Linked DNA regions of Sus scrofa: all the other regions are linked to region 3. A link is a contact called in public Hi-C and promoter capture Hi-C data. All regions are on one chromosome and are shown on one strand. Each heading gives the region's core, a stretch centred on a gene start, on an enhancer-like site or on the middle of the called end of the contact. The rest is flanking DNA. Distances are from core to core; before and after follow the strand shown. Region 1 holds the start of SRGAP1 (SLIT-ROBO Rho GTPase-activating protein 1). Region 2 holds the start of TMEM5 (transmembrane protein 5). Region 3 holds the start of C5H12orf56.

Evidence for each region. Promoter capture Hi-C pulls out the DNA fragments that hold promoters and counts their contacts. Hi-C and Micro-C count contacts between places; a contact is called where the count stands out from the background.
Region 1: a Hi-C map of embryonic fibroblasts shows a contact between it and region 3, with 3 times the contacts expected there. The contact joins the promoter of SRGAP1 here to the promoter of C5H12orf56 in region 3. A contact is called at or near these places in 15 of 47 Hi-C or Micro-C datasets (alveolar macrophages, brain, embryonic fibroblasts and 9 more) and 2 of 2 datasets of contacts at active chromatin or transcription factors (alveolar macrophages and skeletal muscle).
Region 2: a contact with region 3 is called in a promoter capture Hi-C map of liver, with 6 times the contacts expected there. The contact joins the promoter of TMEM5 here to the promoter of C5H12orf56 in region 3. A contact is called at or near these places in 2 of 5 promoter capture datasets (fetal liver and liver) and 1 of 2 datasets of contacts at active chromatin or transcription factors (alveolar macrophages).

The regions. Positions count from the first base shown.
Region 1 is chr5:28,299,475-28,303,115 of Sscrofa11.1, forward strand. SRGAP1 (SLIT-ROBO Rho GTPase-activating protein 1) reads left to right here and starts at 1,481. Exons shown (of 22, transcript XM_021091938.1): 1 at 1,481-2,507. The coding sequence starts at 2,441.
Region 2 is chr5:28,245,380-28,248,955 of Sscrofa11.1, forward strand. TMEM5 (transmembrane protein 5) reads left to right here and starts at 2,030. Exons shown (of 6, transcript XM_005663949.3): 1 at 2,030-2,336; 2 at 3,206-3,361. The coding sequence starts at 2,168.
Region 3 is chr5:28,817,473-28,821,240 of Sscrofa11.1, forward strand. It overlaps C5H12orf56, which reads right to left and starts at 1,664. Exons shown (of 13, transcript XM_013997692.2): 1 at 36-1,664. The coding sequence starts at 287. All of the region lies in intron 5 of XPOT (exportin-T), which reads left to right.

The DNA of each region.
Region 1 (3,641 bases), core at 231-2,730, 520 kb before region 3:
TATTGTTTCCTTACATTCTCTCCTGTTGATATAAAGTAAAACATCTGTCATCGCCTGTCAGGGATCTGGTATTTTTTTATTTTCTTTCTTTTTTTTTTAAGGCCACATCCGTGGCATATGGAAGGTCCACCTGAGCCACAGCAGCTGCTGCAGCACACTGCACCAACCCGAAGCTCCACAGTAGCCCAAGGTGCTACAGTGGGATTCTTAATGCACTGCGGCACAGCAGGAACTCCCAATCTGGTATTTTATTTGTTTGTCTTTTTTTATCTTGTCAGGGGCACACCCTCGGCATATGGAGGTTCCCAGGGGTCAAATCGAAGCTGTAGCCACTGGCCTGCACCTCGTCATCCACTTACACCATAGCTCAGGGCAATGCCGGATCCTTAACCCACTGAGTGAGGCCAGGGATGCAACCTGCGTCCTCATGGATGTTAGATTCATTTCTGCTGAGCCAGGACGGCAACTCCCCCATCTGGTATTTTAGAGGAAGAGGTCTTGCAGCTCATTTCAAACTCCCCCAGAGAAGGATGCTGCTGCTTCTCCTGAGAATGCGACCCTTTCCCTAAGGTGAAAACCTACGTCCTACTCATCCTTTAAATTCAGTTCAAATACCATTTCGCTGGGAAGCCTTTCTTCTCAAACCTCTTATGCGGTCCCAGTTTCCTCAGGGCTCCCAGAGTAGTGAGCTCCCCTACAGCATTATTGTACCATCTGTAATTACTCATTTATACAACTGTAGATCGTGAGACTCTTTAGGGCAGGGTTCTACTCTCTGAATCCCTAGCTCTTAGCTTGATTTTTGGCTTGCTGTAAGAACTCAAAATGTTGTCTCATGAATGAATGATGAAAGTCTCAAAGTCCCTTCACTCTTTAGATCTCACAGGGAAAACATCTGATACTGGACACGCCTTTGGACACAGCACTTTGATATATCAGGCTCATAATATTTGAGAAGGAAAGGTCCCTTCAAAACCTAATGACATCCTAAGCGTGACCTGTTCCCCCACCACACCTTTCCTGCCATCGTAACCACCCCCTTCCCCCAAGATAGGGAGAATATGATCATGATTTTTCTCCGCCCAGATCAAAGAGCTTCGCCCTTCCTTGATTCTTAACAGCCAAGACGTTCACAATAGACTCCAGGGTTTCTGCTGGGTTTGGTGACATCTTCGAGTGACATCTTTCTTTCGTGGAGACATCCAAATCTGGATCTCCCCACCGGACTCTGAAAAGAGCCCCACTACAGCTCCGACCGGCGGCCGAAGACAACCCGCCTGGTCAGGAGGGGTTTTCCAGCTGTGCAGGCTGCACAGCCCCGGGAGGCGCTGGGGGCGTCGCCCACGGCCGCCGGGCTCCGCGCGCAGGCCCGGGCTGCGGTTGGCCACAAGAGGCATCCATCTTCCCGGACGAGCGCGGCGCTTCCTCACCGAGCCGGGCGGGGGCGAGGGCGGAGAAGGGAACGTGTGGCTGAGCCCACCCCTCCCGCGAGCCCTGCCCCACCTCGCCGAGCGCCGTCCGGCCGCCCGGGTCGCTGCCGCCCGTAGCTCGCTCCCGGAACGCCCAGGAGCCGCGGGGCCGTGAGAGCGCCGGCAACTTCGCAGCCGCCCCGGGGGCGCGGCTCCACCGGGTGCGTGTGCGAGTGTGCCTGTCGCCGGCGGCCTCCTGGGGGCAGCAGCGGAAAGGGGGACGAGGAGAAAGAGGCAGCCTCGGCGCACGGTGGCCCAGGAGGCAGAGGCCCCGCGTTAACGCCGGCGGTGGAGGCACAAACTCCGCCGGGGCTGCGACCAGGACGTGTTCTTTAGGCGCGGCAGCCGCCCTCGCGGCCAGCGCTGGGACTTGCTTTCGGATCGCGATTCCTCTTGCCTGCCCGGGGCAGTAGCAGCCGTGTGTGCCCACGGAGGAGCAGCGGCCCCGGCAGCAACATCCCTAGTCCGGGCGGGACCCCTGAGCGCCGGAGTCGGTGGCTGGAGCAAGAAGGGAGGGTCGCGGCGCCCGCCCTCCTGGACTGACCCTGCCCGGCGCTCCCCGTGCGGGTTGCTAACAATGGTGCGGAGCGCCGGCGCGATCCCCGCGTCCGCCCAGCGGTGGTAGAGGAAGTGGCCAGCTCCGGGTGGGGTGGGCAGGGAGACGCCCCCTGCCACTCGCTCGCCGGAGTTTGCCGGCGCACCAGGCCTCCCCGGCCCCGAGCCCTGGGCTCCCCTCCGCATCACCGACGGCAGCTGGATCCGGAGAGTATGGTGCCAGCGCCTGGGTTAATCTAGTCCTCGGCTCGCTCCTTTTTTTTCCTCCTCCTCTTCTTCCTCCTCCTTTCCCTCCTGTCGGTGCTGCCTCTGGGTTCACTGCGTGTGGGAGTACAACTCTGCCTCTCCAAGGAGACTGATCTGTGACCCCCTAACAGAACTTGCCCATTGAAAGCAAACCCAGTAACAGCTGGATAATGTCCACTCCGAGCAGATTCAAAAAGGACAAAGAGATCATAGCCGAGTATGAAAGTCAAGTCAAAGGTAAGAATGGGAGCGGCTGCCCTGCTCCTTTTGTGTGCTTTCTTGTCATTGTGCTCTGGGAGTTGCATTTCTAACTTGGGGTCTGCGTTGGAGGAAGGTTGTGAGGGACAGCTAGGGTGCCTGGTTGAGCCACCCGGGGCTTCGTGCAAGCCAATCCCAGTCGCAATCCTAGTCCCGTCAAACCCACGGGGAGCTGGAAACTGGGTGGCTTTCCCCAGCTGCCAGCGCGCAGCTCCAATAGGGTAAACCTGGCTTTAACTTAACAACCTTAAGCCGAGCAATCTGCAGGGGAGGCAGGCAGCAGCAGTGGTTGTCATCACCATCATCCTTATTATTCTTTTTAAACAATGCCATTGTCACAATGTAGTTTTTTTTTTTTTTAAGGAGTCTTTTTTCTGAAGTCTGGACCCAAAGTGATCTAGAGCTTTATTGAGTGCAGGCAATTTTCAACATTTGCACTATTCGCTAGTTTATCAGGGTGAGTCCCCCTTTTATAAAATTACTCCCCCAAAGCCTGTCAGTTAAACCAAGCAGGCACTAGTGGAATCTGACTCTTCCTTTATAACGGGCCGGAATTCAGTGCCATCTTTCACATTCACACACGGGAATATTGCTTTATCATTTGCTGGAGGCCACTGGCATGTAAAATGAAGGTTTGAATATTTGAGTAGTAGTTTTAACCCACTTACGTTGCCAGCTAATGAGGGAAATCTAATTAAGGTTCATTAAACATTTTTACTTAATGTGCCTTGTGGTTTTAAAAAATATGTATTTCCTCTCCACTACAAGTACTTTGTGTTGCTGTCGAAGTGTTTTGTAAACATATATTTGTTGTTTTTTTTCTCCTCCTTTGTGGTTTCTCATGGGTAGCTTGTCCCACCCGTTGAGACAATGGATGGAGTGTTCAGATCACTGCTGTTCTTTGGAATAGTCAATGCAAAGTTGATAAAAATTGCTTTGTAGCCACCTGTGTTTGTACATATACAATCTTATGAAAGAACTTCAGAGAAAGGCGTTTCTGTACTTGCCTAGGGAAAGGCAGGAGCAGCCTGCGGGTCCTTTTGTGTGGTCAAGTTGTGAAGATGCCTAGAGTCCTTTGAGAGGACCTGGTGGGGGAACCCTCTGTCACTCTAG
Region 2 (3,576 bases), core at 780-3,279, 570 kb before region 3:
TCCCAAAAAACATAAAAACCATGAGGTAGGCATTGTTAACCCCATTTTATAGAAAGAGATAAGGTGCCAAGCAACCTGATTTAGTTTTGTATAGCTAATAAACAGTAAAGCTACAACTAGGCTAAAAATAATATCCACAGGGAAGTTTTTAAAAAGACACTTTTTTTTTTCCTAGGAGAAGACTAAAAATGAGAATCTGTAGGCAAAGGGAGGCTTCAGATAGTAACCATTGTCTCGTTTTTAATAAGAAAATATCTTGGTGCCTGCTCGGACAGCACATATACTAAAATTTGAACGATACAGAGATTAGCATGGCCCCTGCACTAGGATGACGCGCAAATTCGTGAAGTGTTCCATATTTTCATCACTTATATGTGGAATCTAAAATACAACACAAATCAACATATCTACAAAACAAAAACAGACTCACAGATATAGAAAACAGACCTGTAGTAGGGAGGAAAAAAGTGGGAGTTTGAGATTAGCAGAAGCAAACTATTATACATAGTACAGATAAAGTTCTACTATATAGCAAAGGAAACTATAGTCAATATCCTGTGATAAAACATAATGGAAAGTAATATGAAAAATAATATATATGTATAACTGAGTCACTTTGCTGTACATCAAAAATTACAAACCATTATAAATCAATTATACTTCGATAAAATTTTAAAAAATATCTTGGTTAGATATGTATAATTATTTCACTTAATGTCCTCAAAAAACTTTGGAAACTTCTTATAATCTGCTTTCACAAACTTACTGCCTTGTTTTAATATCCTCAACTGTGGTACAGTTTTATCCTTTGATGACAGATTTAATTTGGAGGAACAACCATGCCGTACTTGGAGTCAAATTGGAAAATGGATAATTAAGATGTATGATTAAACTCAAGCTTTTTATTATTAGTATATGATATTTTTAAGCAAAAAAAAAATGAATAAAAACAGGTTGAGGGGCCAGAACACAGCTCCTCTAATAGCAATGATGCAGAGCAGAGAACAGACGCAGGATTTCCAGTCCCAGCTCAGCCACTAACAAAGTATATGATTTGAGTCATCACCTCACCTCTCTGAACCTTCATTTCCTTCCAGTCTTAAAATTCTCCTTATCAGATTATCTAGATGTCATTTTAAAAGACAGAGTCCTGACTCTAAGAGCATTAAATTCAGAAAAAGTAAGTTTTTGCTAATTGATGTGTTGGAAATTTTATCCAGAAACGTTAAGACAAAGTAGAGTAATACTGGAGTAGCGTTAAATCTATCAGGATACAGCAACTTGTGGCTCTAACAGTCAACTCCACACTTATATCCCATAAATTTTCTAGCTACCAAGGCTGCCAGACAAATTGAACAGCAATACCAGAAACAGCCAACTGGTGGGGGTGGGGGGTGGGGGGAAGAGCCCAATTTCACAAGGGTTAACATAGAAAATTGATAGACACCATTCAATTTTACAGCCTCTGACAAAAGACTGCATGGCTTGTGCACTGAAGTCACATCATAGCAATAAAACTTAATTTAAAAAGTATTTTGATTTTGGGAAGGTATAGATAATATGATATTTGCTACTCTAACCATTTCTAAGTGTACCATTAAATGAGAATTACATTCACAATGTTGTGCCATTACCCACCTCTTAATTTCTTTAATGGGTTTCTATGTTCATTCACCTGTCAATGCAGCAGACTAGGAATCACATGTTGATCAAAAACTGCAGTGATCCATGCCCTCGTGTGGCCTTCATGAAAAAAGGTGCTGTTTGGGGTTTTTTCCTTTGAGATCAGGTAACAGTGAAGGCATTCTGTACATAGGAAGTTGGGTAGCGTTGAAAGGGTTCCTGGATACCCTTGCAGAGGTCTGGGAGCAGCGATGGGAAGGTGTGGTCTTTCAATGCCCAAGTCTTGAGTCTGTGTCAAGGAGGACCTCAGCGCTCCCGAAGGGGCGGGGCCTAGGGTAGGGAGGAGCCGCAGAGAGGCTTGGGCGGGGCCAGGGGCGGGGCCTGAACCGGGCGAGGGCGGGGCAGAGGAGCGGCGGGCCGGGCCGTTTCTGGTGACGCCCGCCGGCGCCTGGGCCTGCACCGGACGCCGCCAGGGCCGCGGCGCGGAGCGTCCGCTTCAGCTCCGGCCCATCTCCACGGTGGCCTGACGGGAAGCCTCAGTGGGATGCGGCTGACGCGGAAGCGTCTGTGCTCGTTTCTCATCGCCCTGTACTGCCTCTTTTCCCTCTACGCCGCCTACCACGTCTTCTTCGGGGGCCGCCGCCGGACGCCGGCTCCGTCTCTGCGGGGCCTCAGGAAGGGGGCTGTCCCGGCGCGGGAGAGGCGCGGCCGAGGTAGGACACCGGGCAGTGGCCTCCCTCCTCGGCTGCGCGCCCGGACGCGGACGCGCGGCTGCCGGGCGGTGGGGGCCGGGCTAGCAGAGCCGCGTGGCCATCCGACCTGCTCTCTGTCCGGCACTAACCCCCAGGCCCCGGGGTACGCTTTTCCTCGCTCAACTCCAGGTAGCCGGCCCTGGCCTCGGGATTCGGCCCTTGCCCAGATCTAACATGCCCCTCCCACTGGGCTGACAGGTGCGGTCACCTTTAAAACACATCTTAAAAATCAAAGGCGCGCTCACAAAATGTCAGAGGTTGGCGAGAATGCCGCTGGCTTAAAGACATCTGTTTCCATATTGAAACAAAGAGCCTTCTCTAACCCTGCCTTGACTTCAGAAGGCCAGAGAGCTTTATCTCCAAGTTCTTATCCCCTGTTTTGCATTTTGACCTATGGCAGGAGCGGACTCAGGCTTATTTCTCCCTTCTTTCAGAATTTTGCACATACACATCTAAAACTGTTGGACACATAACATGTTCAAGTTAGGCTTTTGTATATAGCTTGCGTTACATATATACAATCTATAAAGAATTGGCACAAGTTAAACTTGTAACTCGCTACACATTACCGTACTCAGTTATCTTATAAGACTTAGAATTTCCTGCCTCGTGTTAATGTTTTATTTCAAGCTCTTTCAGAGTAAAGATTCAGTCAAAATTAAATTCTTATTTCCTTTTTTATTTTGTGTTTAACTTCAAATTCTGTTGCTTTATCTCTGAAAAATCGAAGTTAGGATGTAATTAAACTCCTTAACATCTAATTTAAATAGCTTGAATTTATAGCTGCAGCTGTACCTTGTTGATAACAATTGTTACTCTTTTTGTAGCAGAGCAATCTACTTTGAGAAGTGAAGAATGGAATCCTTGGGAAGGAGATGAAAAAAATGAGCAACAGCAGAGACTTAAAACTAGCCTTCAAATATTAAATAAGTCCACAAAGGGGAAAACAGACTTCCATGTACAAATCTGGGGCAAAGCTGCCATTGGTAAGTTAATGTTTAACACTAAGACTATAAAAAGCACTTTATTAGTATTAAATTCATCTTATTTTAATACATTTATAATTTATTTCATCATCTAAGACATCATGATGCATTTTTTCACTTTTTCTCAATATCCCATTTCCCTTTTCTGTTAAGACAATATCTGTATAAATACAATGCACACATGCACACATATATTCTGTTGTTGGTCTTTAGCA
Region 3 (3,768 bases), core at 414-2,913:
ATCTCGCGATCCGACTGCCCGCCCGCGCGCCTCACCAGGTCGATGGCCACGACGTCCCTCAGCGCCACTACTCGCCGGATAGACTTGGGCGGGTTCTCGGTCAGGTAGATGAGCCGGTCGCTGAGCACCACGTACTTTAAGGTGTGTTTCTCCGAATCGGAGGCCACGATGCACGGCTCGTAGGCGCGGATGGCGTCGTAGACCTCAGGCGGCAGACGCCTCCGCAGGAACGCATCCAGGCGGCTGTTGGTGCGCGCTGGGAAGCCAGACGGCGTGGGGCTGGCCATAGGGGTGCCCGCGGCCGGGCCGAGTGGCTGGAGCGGCGGACGCTTCTGGCCCGCCCAGCCTCCGCCCCGCCCGCGGTGGAACCCGCGCGCGCCACAAAGCCGCCGCCCTGCCACCGCCTCCCGCGGGTCCTGGGGGCCAGGCCCCCCTCTTCGGAGCCCAACGCCGGGTCTCGCTCCCTAGAGCCCCCGGTCCGGCCCCGCCCTCCCCCCCAATCCCAACCCCAGACTGCAGTGGGAGGGGCAAGACACCGCTTCTTGAGGTTCCTCGCTGCCAAGCATCTTGGGGCCCTCCGCTCACCCGCCCTCTCCTACTCTAGCTGCTGCCCACCAAGGCCGTCCCTTGCAAACTGTGTGGAAGCCCCAGCTTTAGTCTGGTTTTCTATTGGAAACTTGGGCGAGTTGCAATTTACCGATTTATTTTTAAATAGAACAATCCTAAAGCTTTCTTAAGGTCAATCACACAGGTTTAGCTTTCCGTTATAACATTGCCCGGCATAACTCTCTTAAGTTTTCTTGAGCTACGTAAGAGCTCTCTGACAGAAGAAAATTTTATAAATTGATTTGAGCACACCCAGACCTGTCTAATGGATATGCTTCTGTTCCCAGTGCCCAGGACAATGCCCCCCTGTAGGCAGTTTAAACAACCTGTGTAGGATGAGAGACTGCGTGAAGCCTGAATCTTGAAAAAATTGAAGCTTAGAGGTTGAGAAATGTTGGTCAGGCAGGCCTGAGGCTGCAGGGTAGTAAAAGTACCCTTTAGTTTTTACAGACCAGGAATAACATTATAAATTAGGTCAGAGACATGAGAAGGGCACAACAATAGATAGAAACTTGCCTCCAATATATCCTAGGTGAGAACTTTCATTTTAATTTCAAGCCCTAGGAAAGTCATTCTCCCTCCCTGCCCATTCACCCAGTAACCTGGTAATGTAAACCATGTATTTATATTTTGTATGTTTTCTTCCAGCTACCTGCAACTCAGAATCAAATCCTATATTCTATATTGCATTTTATATTCTCCTTTTCCTCATATTTTATTAATGCATACTGTGTGTTAAAAGCAATTTCAAGTCCTTTGTGGAAAGAGAGTATACACAAAACACATAAACAGATATTGTAGACTAAATCCCTGCAAACGGTAACTGAGGAGAAATGTTTGGATGTGCTAAAGAAGTCTGAGGAGCTCAGCAGCAGCAAAGAAACAGAAACAGTATTTCTTTTTGGAGAGACTTGTATTTGGTAAGGAGAGAAGTGCCATCTGCTGACAAAATCTTAAATGACCTCGAATTTAAAGTTTCTTAGAAGTTAGTCATGGATCAGCGGCAACAAACCCCACTAGTATCCATGAGGACTCAAATTCGGTCCCTGGCCTCGCTCAGTCGGTTAAGGATCCAGTGTTGTCATGAGCTGTGGTGTAGATATCGCAGATGCGGCTCAGATGTGGCATTGCTATGGCTGTGATGTAGGCCACCAGCTACAGCTCCAATTTGACCCCTAGCCTGGGTACTTCCATATACCACACCTGCAGCTCTAAAAAGATAAAAAAATAAAAATGCATAAATAAATAAAGTTTTCTTAGAATCAGATTATACGACTGACTCTTCATAACTTCATACCAGGATGAAGAGAGAACCCCAGAGGCATGGCTATTTCCTTTGAAATAAAGACTCTTCCCAGGAGTTCCCTTCGTGGCTCAGCAATTAATGAACCCGACTAGGATCCATGAGGATGTGGGTTCCATTCCTGTCCTTGCTCGGGTTAAGGATCCAGTGTTGCCCCAAGCTGTGGTGTAGGTTGCAGTCGCCGCTTAGATCCTGTTTTGCTATAGCTGTGGTGTAGGCCAGCAGCTGTAGCTCCAACTCCACTCCTAACCTGGGAATCTCCATATGCCGTGGGTGTGGCCCTAAAAAAAAAAAAAAAAGACTCTTCTCCGTCTAACCTATTCTAGAATTTGTTGTATCAAACCAATAGAAAGCAAAGCCTCCTCACCTTTGCCAAATAGCCACACCTCACAAGAGTGAAAGGCAAATGACTACAGGTAGAATGTGAGGCCCACATGGGGGAAAAGGCCTCAGTTCAGACGGCTATTCAGTGTCTTTCAGGCTCCCTGTTCCATACTCACCTCCTGGGACTAAGGAACAGAACGACTGAGTCAGGACCAGAAAAGACAGCATGTCTGGTCTCTCTGCCAGGAAGCCCATCATAAATGAGCTTTTGGAGACAAGGGTACTAGGGTTAACAAACATAAAGATGAAGCATATGAGGGAATCTAATAAAGGGTCTGGTGGTTAAGGTGACCTCAGTTAAATGTTTAACTTTGCGGCATACAGAGAAGGCAGTGTCATGGTTTCCAGGCACTCATTGTTCTGTACTGTGGCTGTTACCTTGGCAACAGCAAAGTTCAGATCACAGAAAGGGGCTTTTATATAGGAGAAAGATCCCTAGATTTGGAGTCAGGAGAACTGGATTAGAGCACTAATCCTGTTGCTCACTATCTGAGATTTTTGGAAAGTCACTTCACCTTTTGAGCCTGTTTCACCATCCGTAAAGTGAAACTAACTGCTATTAACAAATGCCCTGCATCAAGGAGTGGGTGTGAGGAGTGAAGGTAAGGACTTAGGAATTCTAAAAGCACCACAGACATGTAAAACATCCATATTCCCTTATCTTTTGGTAGGCTGTATGAGGATCATTAAAATCACACCCTACCTAGGCATTTACTCCTTATCTTCTAAATCCATCCAAACTCAGCAAGCACTTTGACAGATCTTGTACAATCAAGCACTTAACCTGATAAACTTTCCTGATAAAACTATCAAAAGGAATGGGAATTTTTCAGTGGTTCATTGGTTAACGAACCGACTAGTATCCATGAGGACACAGGTTCGATCCCTGGCCCAGCTCAGTGAGTTAAGGATCCAGCGTTGCCGTGAGCTGTGGTGAGCTGTGGTGTAGGTGGCAGACGTGCCTCAGATCCAGCGTTGCTGTGGCTCTGATGTAGGCCAGCGGCTACAGCAACAATTAGACCCCTAGCCTGGGAACCTCCATGTGCCGTGGCAGCGGCCCTAGAAAAGCCAAAAAGACCAAAAAAATAAATAAATAAAATGTGCTGATTTCTGCTGTACAACAAAGTGACTCAGTCATATGTATATACCTTCTTTTTTTATATTATTTTCCATCATGGTCTATCTCAGAAGATTGGATATAGTTCCACATGCTGTACAGTAGGAACTTGTTGTGTATCCATTATCGGGGGGGGGGGGGGTGTGTGTTTGTTTTTGAGTTTTTTTGGCTCTCCTAGGCACATGGAATTCCCAGGCCAGGGATCAGATCCAAGACACAGTTGTAACCTAAGCCACAGTGTGGCAACACCAGATCCTTTAACCCACTGTGCTGGGCTGAGGATTGAACCTGCATCCCAGTGCTCCCAAGATGCTGTGGATCCTGTTGTGCCACAGTGGGAACTCCTCCATTACATTTA